Linked DNA regions of Drosophila melanogaster: regions 1 and 3 are each linked to region 2. Evidence: chromatin contacts called from public Hi-C data. All regions are on one chromosome and are shown on one strand. The core of a region is the stretch at or near the end of the contact, and the rest is flanking DNA. Distances in the headings are between cores, read along the strand shown.

Evidence for each region. A called contact is a pair of places that touch in the nucleus more often than the background predicts.
Region 1: a Hi-C map of the Kc167 cell line shows a contact between it and region 2, with 6 times the contacts expected there. The contact joins the promoter of lncRNA:CR44888 here to the promoter of gce in region 2. A contact is called at or near these places in 3 of 107 Hi-C or Micro-C datasets (the D17-c3 cell line, the Kc167 cell line and the OSC cell line).
Region 3: a Hi-C map of the Kc167 cell line shows a contact between it and region 2, with 4 times the contacts expected there. The contact joins the promoter of Scamp here to the promoter of gce in region 2. A contact is called at or near these places in 4 of 107 Hi-C or Micro-C datasets (the Kc167 cell line, the S2 cell line and embryo) and 1 of 6 datasets of contacts at active chromatin or transcription factors (the Kc167 cell line).

The regions. Positions count from the first base shown.
Region 1 is chrX:15,495,891-15,499,552 of dm6, reverse strand. It overlaps lncRNA:CR44888 (long non-coding RNA:CR44888), which reads left to right and starts at 1,691. Exons shown (of 1, transcript NR_123918.1): 1 at 1,691-2,030. All of the region lies in intron 2 of Gmap (Golgi microtubule-associated protein), which reads right to left.
Region 2 is chrX:15,296,294-15,299,614 of dm6, reverse strand. It overlaps gce (germ cell-expressed bHLH-PAS), which reads right to left and starts at 1,849. Exons shown (of 10, transcript NM_001272637.2): 1 at 1,679-1,849. It overlaps CG5877, which reads right to left. Exons shown (of 2, transcript NM_132786.4): 2 at 2,446-3,321. The coding sequence ends at 3,062. It also overlaps asRNA:CR44429.
Region 3 is chrX:15,448,163-15,451,717 of dm6, reverse strand. Scamp (scamp,) reads left to right here and starts at 1,835. Exons shown (of 5, transcript NM_167442.2): 1 at 1,835-2,013; 2 at 2,210-2,859; 3 at 3,138-3,339. The coding sequence starts at 1,951. The coding sequence ends at 2,485. It overlaps Ahcy (Adenosylhomocysteinase), which reads right to left and starts at 1,457. Exons shown (of 3, transcript NM_001298339.1): 1 at 1,303-1,457; 2 at 861-1,051; 3 at 1-323. The coding sequence starts at 1,327.

The DNA.
Region 1 (3,662 bases), core at 442-2,941, 200 kb before region 2:
TCTGGCCCCCACCCTGACCCCCTGAACCAACCGGCTAAGTTAATGGGCATTATTAACTGACGGCAACAATTACATTTAGCAACAACTTACAGTTTTTTACTCGTCAGCTGAGCGGCGATTTTCAATTTCGATTTGGCAGCTGGGCAGTAAATTTTGCCTTCAAATTATTTTCCGGTCTTTTCAATTTTTTTTTTTTTTTAATTTAATATGTTCTCATTCGGCTTTTCCGTTCCGTTCATCACAAGCAAAAACAAATCAAAAAAATAATAGGTTTTGTTCGAAAAAAAAATGAGGAAAAAACAAGAGTCAAATGTAATGCAACTTTTCACTTAATTACGCGATACAATTTTAAGGCAGCGATACAAAAAAAAATTAGTTAAACTTATTGTTCTGTTTAGGATATATATGTTTCAAACTTTATAATGGGTTTTCGGTTTCGAGGGGGTGGCAACGCCGCACCGACGCGAGCAGCGATTGCGACCGAGGCAACGGAGGAGCGATAATACCGGTACGTCCGATCCGCTGAGCGAGCGATCGACGAGTGATTGTTGCGTGCAGTGCGCCGGTGGAAATAGCGACCGGCGGCGATCGCATGCGACGGAACTGCAGCCGAAGCCGCACACGAAGCCAGTGCCGAAGTCGTCGAGCCGAGCACACGAAGCGCAGCACGAAGCGCCATCGGTGGGGAAAGAGCGAGCGAAAGAGACGACAGATGGCGCGAATAAGGATCATCATATCTTTGAAACGAACTCAGGCTAAGTGGGAACTATTAAAACCGTTTGAAGTTCTAGTTTCTAACTATATATTTGGTTATATGTGTTATGTGTAAAGGATTCTCTAAAGTCGAGCTACGCTAATCTATATTATATAATATAACAAATTATTATTACCAAGCTTTAATATCAATTTTATTATCTGGTACCCATCAAAAACATATTACCAGCATATCAAAAGCATACCTATTACACAGTTACTTGCTTTATCGAATTCCAGCACGTCACGTTAGAGTTTCACATCATTAAATGAATGATTAGCGTTTTTGCGTTTGAATTATATTTTTATTGCTTAGCAACTATGGTCATACTGATCCCATTAGATATACTTTAAAACTGCGTGATGAAAGCAAGACTTTGATGAGTTTGGTGAGTTTGGATCCCAGTTTAAAAACAGTTCAAAGGACATAGCCATTGAGTTGATGAACCCGACCAATCGCGACTATGATTCATAACTCTGATTCATTTGAAAGGTATAAAATCAGAGATAAAGACCGCGCTGGGTGGGGAGATAGCAGCGACGGGGTTAATGGATAAAATGGTAAGACATTTATCATGACAGCCGTACATAACCTCACTCGGCGGTGGGATGGATGTGGGTACATGGGCATTTGTACATGGATTCGGATATATGTATGTATGTGTACATATGTATGGCGATATGCACACGTAGCCAGCAACTTCGACTTGCTCTCCATTTCAAAACTCAAATAATGCGCGTCGGCTATTTAACTTGAAATTAAGCGACGTTTGTTGTTGTTTTTATTTATTTTCTTTTTTTTTCTTTTTGTGTTGTTTAAAGAATTGCTTATGTGTGTGCGTGTGTGTGTGTGTGCGATGGTGTTGTTGTCGCTATTGTTGTTGTACCGCTGGAGACGGCTTTATTTGCTTATTTTGCTCATTTTGTTTGTTCTCAGCGCTCAGTGATGTATGCTCTCTGCTGGCCGCTCTCCGATCGCCTCAATCGTCTGTACCGCCTCTGCTGCCCCGCCCCCAAACCGTCCTACCGCCCCTCTGCCACTTCTGGCGACGCTGCACCGCCGTCTAAAATACACCTACAGTCCGACAACTCTATGACGATCTTTGAAAACCGTAATCTCAAGACCCGAAATTCCCAAAATCTTTCTAACGTGCATTGCTTTGAATAAAGAGCCAGTTCTATTCATCAGCAACTTTGAACCCGTACCAAAATTTCATAATAAAGTGGAATTAGCATCTTTAACATGCTGCAATTGACAATATTTCCTAGCTTAAGACCCTACACTGTATTGGCTGAGCTCTCCTAAGACTCCCCTCATTTGAGTTCCTTTTGGGAGAGTCCAGAGATAGAGATAGCAAGTTGTTAAAAGAAAACAAATAAGCCCGCGTATCGTTGCATGGAGGGGGGGGGGGGAGTAGTTGAAAAAAGGTTTGGCTTAGAAAGGGACGGCAGGATGCGACAAAAAGCTGGCTACATAGGCATTACGTGCCATTTAGATAGACCAGTCGCGTTTCCTTGCTTTCCCAAGAGATTTGATGAAGAAAGACGACACCCGGACAACGCATGTAGTTTCATCTTTTCGCTGTGCAAGCACAATTCCAAACTGCCTCGCCGTAATTCAGAGTATATTTTCGGCTATATCATCTATGTAGTATATGATATATGGTATTATATGGTATATGGTATATGCGGTTCTCTAGTGGTTCCATATGGCCACGTCGTTGACTTTAAGCGGGCTGTTGTTACTGGTGTTTCTGTACGGTTTCGGTTTCTGTTTCTGTTTCAGTTGCTGTTTTCACTGTTTCTGTTGTATTTGTTACTGGCGCAATCGAGCGTCTGTGTTTAATTAGCAGATAAAAATACAGTCAACCCATGAAGGTAGAAATACACACAGCACACACAATCGTCTAGACCCCAAGCCCATAGTGGCCATCTCTTTCGCACCTTTTTGGTTGGGCAGGAAGAGTATGGGTATGGGGAGGGCGAGGGGGAAAGGGGGAACACTATCAATGCTTGGTGATATATATGTAAGTATGTACAAAATGTAGGTATATGTCATTATATACTGGCAGCAAACACGTTGCAGGCGTTAATTAGTTTTGGGGGCTTTTCTTTTATCAGCAATGGGAGGAAAAAAAAAAGCAACTGTAACAACAGCCAGCACAACAATGCGCAACACCAGTACACAGATGCACACACACACACACACAAACACATACACACACACACATCTGCACGCTTTTCAAATGCATTTCGTTCGGTTGCGAGTGCAAAGCGAATTGTTCAAAGGGGGGACCCTTGTACTTAGCTTCCTTGTTCCACGTTCATATCAATCGGGCGTGCAAGTTAACAGTGGCGTTAACATGCGTTAAGTACAGTACACCACACACACAACCCCCGCTCCCCCTCCCCACCCGTTGCAATAACTAAAGCTCCACCAACCCTGCCACGCCTCACTCCCCCTTGCCCATATCCCACACAAAAGTCACCGTCTTTGTGGCGCCAATTGTTTAAATCGATTGTATAATAAATTCTTCCTCGCTGCCATTTCGGTTTCATCTTCGGATTGCTTCGTATTTCAATGAATACGTCACTGTGCTTTCTTCAGCGAGCCAATATGTCGAAGAAACGCCCATTTATGTGGCGGAAATAATAGAGAGTACTCCATATTGAGACAAAAACAGAGGCGTAAACTCTTGGGGGGATTTTGGGAATGTCCTTGTAACAATATAACTTCATATATAGCTAGTTATATTGATAATATACCATATAAAAAAAGGTTAACCAATGCAGGGATATAACAGTTACTATTTTAAGACCATTGATCATTGATCGTTTTGGAAAAATACCACAAATAGTTTTACATTCATTCTGAAGTAATACCCAGTAGAATTAACTAGGTTAAGTAC
Region 2 (3,321 bases), core at 600-3,099:
TACTATATGATTTAAGGTCACCGCCATCTACCTTTTTGATAATATTTCCCCTCGAGCGCGTTTTTGGTTTGTTGTTTCAAACTTTTTTTTTTACACTATAGCACAAGCACTGGCACAAAACACACACACGCAAACAAAAAAAAAGGCGGGGGGGTTGTCAAAACGAAGTTTGTTTGTTGCCTGTTTTATTTCGGTTTTAATTCCTCGTTTTGTTTTTTATTTTATTTTTTTTTTCAACTTTTATATGGGGCTCTGGGGGGCACTGTTTGATAATCCAATTCCATTCGTTAACGCGGCGCCATTTACGTTGCTCGAGCGTGTTCTTTGCATTTTAGCAGCGGCGGCGACCACGAAAAAGGCAAGTTGAAAGAGAAGGAAACTCGCACAATCGCTCACACACGTACGCAGAGCCAAAGAAACATTCAGATACAAATGCGAAATACGAATATACTCATAAAAAAAAAATAAAAAATAATAATAAATACGAAACAGCGACGGCTGGCGAACCGAATTCGAACTCCAAGCTCCAAGCGAACCGAACGAACACCAAGCGGACCAAGCGAACGTCGCGACGCGTCCGTCCGTACCGCTACAGAAACAAAAATTAATTACATATATTGAAATCACAAACTAAACTAATCAGCCAGACGACGAGCGGAGCAGCGACGGCGGCAGCGGCAACGGCAGCGGAGAGCCGAGCCGAGCGCGAATCAGCTGCCCGGAAAGCTAACGCTCCACTCACGCTCCACTCCGCTCCCGCTCCCGCTCTAGGTGCCGCTGCCCCAAAGAAGCAGAAATGGCAGGGAAAAGAGCGTGAAAGATGAAATATACAATAAAAGCTTCGCTCGTCACCGACAGCGGTGCGACAGAGATGGCGATTGGCCAAACGCCCACCAGCAGCGAGTGTGAGCGAGAGCGCAGCAACAACCTGCGTTGGAAAGCTGGCGAGACCTTGACTAAGGTTTCCGGCCGGGAAACCCTCGGCGAGTTCATGCTCACCCAGTACACCGGGAAAAAAGAAAACGTTGCTAAAACTAGAGTTTTGCACAAAAAATCACTTGAATCTCCTCTGTTTATAACAATCTCCAAGGAAGCATTATATAATAATAATAATAAGCTATCAATTATTTTGATTACACTTATCTGTAATAAATTTAGTAATATTTGAGTTATAGATTTGGAAATCTGAGATAAAGATGCTTAAAAAATATGCAAACTGTCACGAATCGCATGCTCGCAAACTGGTTTTCCCCACATTTTCTAGCAGTGCACATTGACTCTCTGCGCTCTCTGTCTCTATCGTTTTCTCATTTTCTGAGTTTCCTCTCTGAAAAGCTTTTCCCCTTTGCTAGAGTAGAGCCGCAAAAGAAGGTTGGTGTTTAGTCTACGAACTTGACGCTGGCGTCTTACACAATGCTGCTTCTTCTTGCTTCTGCTCTACACCAACACAGAGACATCGCAGCACACACACCCAAACAGGAAGAGAAACACACACACACACACGACTTAGAACGGGGGAGCACTCTCAAAAAAATTACACTCGCTATCGAAACGAAATGGAACAAAAAACACTCGGCCGTTATAGCGATATATACATATATATATATATATGTATGTATATATTATTATATATGGATTGGCCTGATACTGGCCAGATATTCCGAGCTCTAGCACTAACCTAGGAACTGGAAACGGTCTGGAGTGCCTGGGAAACCTTGAGAGGAGACTCCGCCGCCATGAGACTAGGGACTACGGAGACGCCACTTGGCCAAACGGGCCGCTTCCACTGCAGCAACGGCCGATGCGGAGCGACAACGCGTCGTGGGACTTGGACAGATGCCGACCGACTGCCATCGATGAAGCCCGGTCCAAAGATGTCGGATGGGTGGACGAGCAGGCGAACAGACGGACGTGCGAATGGACAGCAGCCAGGACTCTCGCGCTCAGACAGCTTTCGATGCGTTTCGGCGAGCGGAGCTTTTCATCCCCACTACCCCTCTGCCCAATCACAGCGTTTCCTCTCCCGATTTCCACGCTTTTCCAAAGAGCAACAGTAACGCACAGGAGTCTTAAGTGGCTGGGCAGACAGGGCGCATACGCAACATTCGAGACGAGTCAACACTCAGCCACAGCCGTCTCGCTCGCGCTCACGCAACTTGGCCACCACACTTGCGGTCACACAAACAGATCGCATACAAAATATCAATCATTTTATCGTCAATATCATTCATGTCATTTAATACAAATCCTTTAATGTGTACATATTAAATCTAAATTTATCAATATTTAACAAGTTAGCTGTTAAAACTACTCATAGCTAAATAGGAATATAAATATTTTTATTTGTAATTTACAAATGTAGAAAACTTCTTAATTTCTTTTGCATATTTAAATGATTTAATAAATTTAAATAAACAGAACCATAAACTATTTGCAATATATTTTAAATTTCAGTAATATAAAAATAAGCTATTTGCAATATATGTTTCATTTCAGCGATATGAAAATGACATAACAAATATGTTGTATTTAGTTCGTCTCACAGCTTCCAGGTGCTACAATTGCGACCTCAGGTGCGCAGTGATTCTTTCGGCGCTGTTTTGGCTTATGAGTTTTGTTCGGTTATCTTGCGATAAACACAATCAAAATAATAAACACAAGAAAATGCTGGATTCGGGGGGAGCGGATTGGCCAGAAGATGAAGTTGGACTAATCTCCGACATTCGATATGCGACTCTGGTTTCCTTGCACAGCAACGAGCGATAAAGTGTTGGAATTTTTTTTTAACATAATCGAACGGCGAGTATTTTTGAGTAGCAAAATCGCTAATTCTGAATTTGTTAGTGAGCCAATTCTGATAAGCGATTTAGGATATATGTAGTAAAATATGCATGTACGCATATAACTGCAAACAGCTTATCGCAATTTCGCCAGTTAACTTAAAGTTGAAGCAAACTTCAGAACTAGATTGTTTGAAGAAATAAATATATTTATGATGCGAACTTATCGAGTCGCCCGAATGGCAAATAACCTCAAAACAAACGAATAAAACCAAAGCGACTTAAAAGCCCCTCAAGACGTCCACTTCCTCGGGCATAGCGAAAATGCGAATCTCTTTTTCGGTCATCAGGTCCTGTAGCGATGCTAGTTTCACTGGCAAAACCTTGGCGCCTTCCATCAGTAGTGACTTGTCCCAGGGACACTCGTCCATGGCCATTATAAGGACTTCTTTGCTGCGCCTAAACGAGGCATTCGTTTTGGATAGGGCAATCATGTACAAGCGCCAATAGATGGAGTTCCTGCGCAGTATGCGATAATGCT
Region 3 (3,555 bases), core at 586-3,085, 150 kb before region 2:
ACATTGATGGCCGGTACGCCAAGACGACCCTCCTTGAACATCTTGTACAGGTTGTGGACACCGGTGGTCGTCTCCTCGCTGAGGCCCTTGATGTTTTTCAGATACTGGGGGAACTTTTCGTGCACCAGGTTGGTCAGATCGCCGCCATCGTCCAGGATCATGTTCAGGGGCTGGCCGTCGGGGAAGACCAAGGTCTGCTCGATGCACCACATGTACTCCTCATCGGTCTCACCCTTCCAGGCGTACACGGGCACGCCGGTGGCAGCGATGGCCGCGGCAGCATTATCCTGGGTGCTGAAGATGTTGCAGCTGGACCATTGGACCTGGATAAAAGAATGAAAATGTAGTTCATGCGTTGAAGTTGAGATGTGGATGGGAAGGAACCTAAATTATATAGATATTTGCAAACTGATTTGCATTGCATATAGGATTGATCTATATCAGGAAATCTATGTATTTCAGGACATCAGCATTTGGCAGAAAATAGTTGCCATGTGCGAGGATTGAAGCAGATGGTGCTGCGTCAGAGGAAATAACAATCTGGAGGTCTTATCTTGGGCGCCTTGAACTTGCCCCCCTGCTGTTAAACGAAAGTTTTGTTATTCAAATTGGTGCGTAAACCAAAGGTGATAAGGGACCAGCCCTTGGACAATGCTTGGAGATACCTATCTTTCTACCTAATTTACAATTTCCTTACGGAATTTTGGTCGGTTTTATGGTTTTTGAAATGGTTTTTAGTATTGAAATGATGCTATCTTTGTGTATTATCCCGACTGTTCAGACCTACAGTTGGGCATACAATTCGAATGGTGGTACGATGCATAAAATCATTTAGAGCGCCAAAGAGGCACTGAACCCACCTGAGCGCCCAGTTCGACGAGGGTCTCGATGAGCACGGCGGTCTGGACGGTCATGTGCAGGCAGCCGGTGATGCGGGCGCCCTTGAGGGGCTTAGATGGGCCGTACTTCTTCCTGCAGGCCATCAGACCGGGCATCTCGTTCTCCGCAATAATGATCGCCTTGCGTCCCCATTCCGCCAGACTGATATCGGCTGTCGAGTGGGATATAAAAGGGAGATAGGGTCAGATAAGCAGGCACTGTTGATTTATACACCATACGGTCTGAATTTCTACGTTTTTTGCCCCAGCAACAACGTGCTCTCCTCTGTTTTGTCTCTCTTTTAACCTCAGAAACATGTGCTCATGAATAGATGCAATTCACCCGCACATGTCGCCTGTTGCCGGCCGGAGATTCGATTCGAGAGTTTGCCATCCGTTTGGGTTTATTTATAACGCAACTCACCGACTTTGTAGCTGGGCTTCGACATTCTTGCAAGGATTGGATGTTTGACTTGGATGCGGAGCAGACAGAATCGCACACAACCGAATTGGAGACGCGGGCAGCGGTAAATGAATCGAATCGCAACCCAAGACACTAGAATTCCAATTGCGGAATGGCGGCCCCAGGGATGGGAACTGGTTCCACGCAGCTGGTTCAGCTGGAGCAGTTCCGATTGGCACGATTGTTGCCATTTAAATTTAAAATTCATATGATAACTGCTGGTTTACATCCAATTGTATATAGAATCTTTTCTTTTTGCTATCATTTTAATAAAATGTATTAATAGGTCCTAAAAAATCAGACCATTGTATACCAGTTATTCACATTTTTCAGAATTCTAGATTAATGTTAAATGTGTTAAATAATAAGTTTTTCTGCCAAAATGAATTTAATATGTAATTCAAATAACATTAATTCTTTAAAGTAATTCTTTCGATATTTGAGGCCTACACTTTGATTCCCAACGAAAGCTTATCGATGCTGAACCATCACTAAAACCGACATCGATAACTGAGCAGAGTCTTAGGGAAAATATACACAGCGAAAAGCAAAGTGCGAGTCAGTGCGTTTTTCTGGTCATTGAACAGCCGTATCCAAAGTAGAATTCCCATGTCCGGCTCCGGTCTCGACGAGAATCCCTTCGGGGAGCCCAATCTGGACAATCCGTTTGCGGTGAGGCGATAGAAGAGCTAGGAGAGAGAGCGCGGAAGCCGAAGAAAAAACCCATCGCACACACACGCACACGTACGCAAAGGTGGGGTGTTGGTGTGCGTGCCTGTGAGTGTAGTGTGTGTGTGTGTTGGGTGCATTCGTCACATATGTTGAATGAATTGGTTTCTGATTGGGATTTCCCGGTTTTCCCCCGCAGGACCCCGCCATCCAGCAGGCACGACGACTCCAGAGCGGCGCCGCCCTTGTCTCTCTTGAGGATTACAATCCATTCGAGGAGCAGGCCAAGCCGCAGCTGCAGATCAACTCAACGAACACGGCGGCGGTGGTCCAGCCGCTATCGCAGAACATTCCGCCCCCGCAGACCAGTTCCCTGGGCGCCTCGGCGCCTAGCACCAGCATACAGATCACCTCGGAGGAGCTGCAGGTAACCCACTTGGCCGGTCGTCTCGCGTTACCGCCCACACAACAGTGAGCACTCTGCGGTGTGCTGTGCCGGCATGGCCACATCCGCAATACTCCAAAAACCGCATATGTACATCCAAATACTCGGAAACAATCGAAATGGACCACACCACACAGTTACACTAAAAGTTTGCCCTAAAAGTCTGTACAGTAATCACTTTGCTAGAGTGCCGGGATTAGGGCAGGCATATCACATTTTACTCTCCATCAAGAGTCAGAAAGATAAGCGGGCTTATCTCGATCTGCCAACGATATATCCGCTTTGGAGCATTTATCTGGTTGAGACTAGAAGCGGCTGCCGCGCCGAGTCTTCACTGTGCAAACTGCGGTTTCTCTTGATTTACTTGGCTTCTTCGGCCCTACACAATAATTCAAGAAATACTAGTTAGTAGATCTAAATACATATGATTTGGAGGCTTAAGTTTGCACTTTATTCTTGTACAGAATATTTCCTATAGATAGGCCAAATGCCTGAGGTTAAGATAGAAGTTTAACAAACTCAAGATTTGGATGTGAATTCCTATCATTGAATTTCGCCTTTGTTTTCCCAAATATGTAAATGAATAAGATTTAAAGTATTTACCATATACGGCCAATTTATTAAGTCATACAAAATGTATATATAAAACAGTCGATAATCATATGATTTTCATTGTATCCAGCGCCGGCAGGAGGAGTTGGACCGCAAGGCCGCCGAACTGGACCGCCGCGAGCAGCAGCTACAGGGCAATGTGCCGCAGCTGAACAACTGGCCACCGCTGCCGGATAACTTTTGTGTAAAGCCGTGCTTCTACCAGGACTTCGAGGTGGAGATACCGCCCGAGTTCCAGAAACTGGTCAAGCGATTGTATTACATTTGGATTTGTGAGTATTGGTTCTTTATGGCTGTGTTTTCTACATGTTTTCGCTGATAAGCGGTGCCATAGGTTGTGGAATTAGTCATCGCGTGTCGTCTACAGGCCGATGCCATTATTAATCAGATATAGCTGAATGGCTAATGGTCTTGGATGTGTGCGTGCCTTTGTGCAGAATATGCTTGCAAAGAGGGGAGCATGAAATTTGTTTGATTTACATGTTATC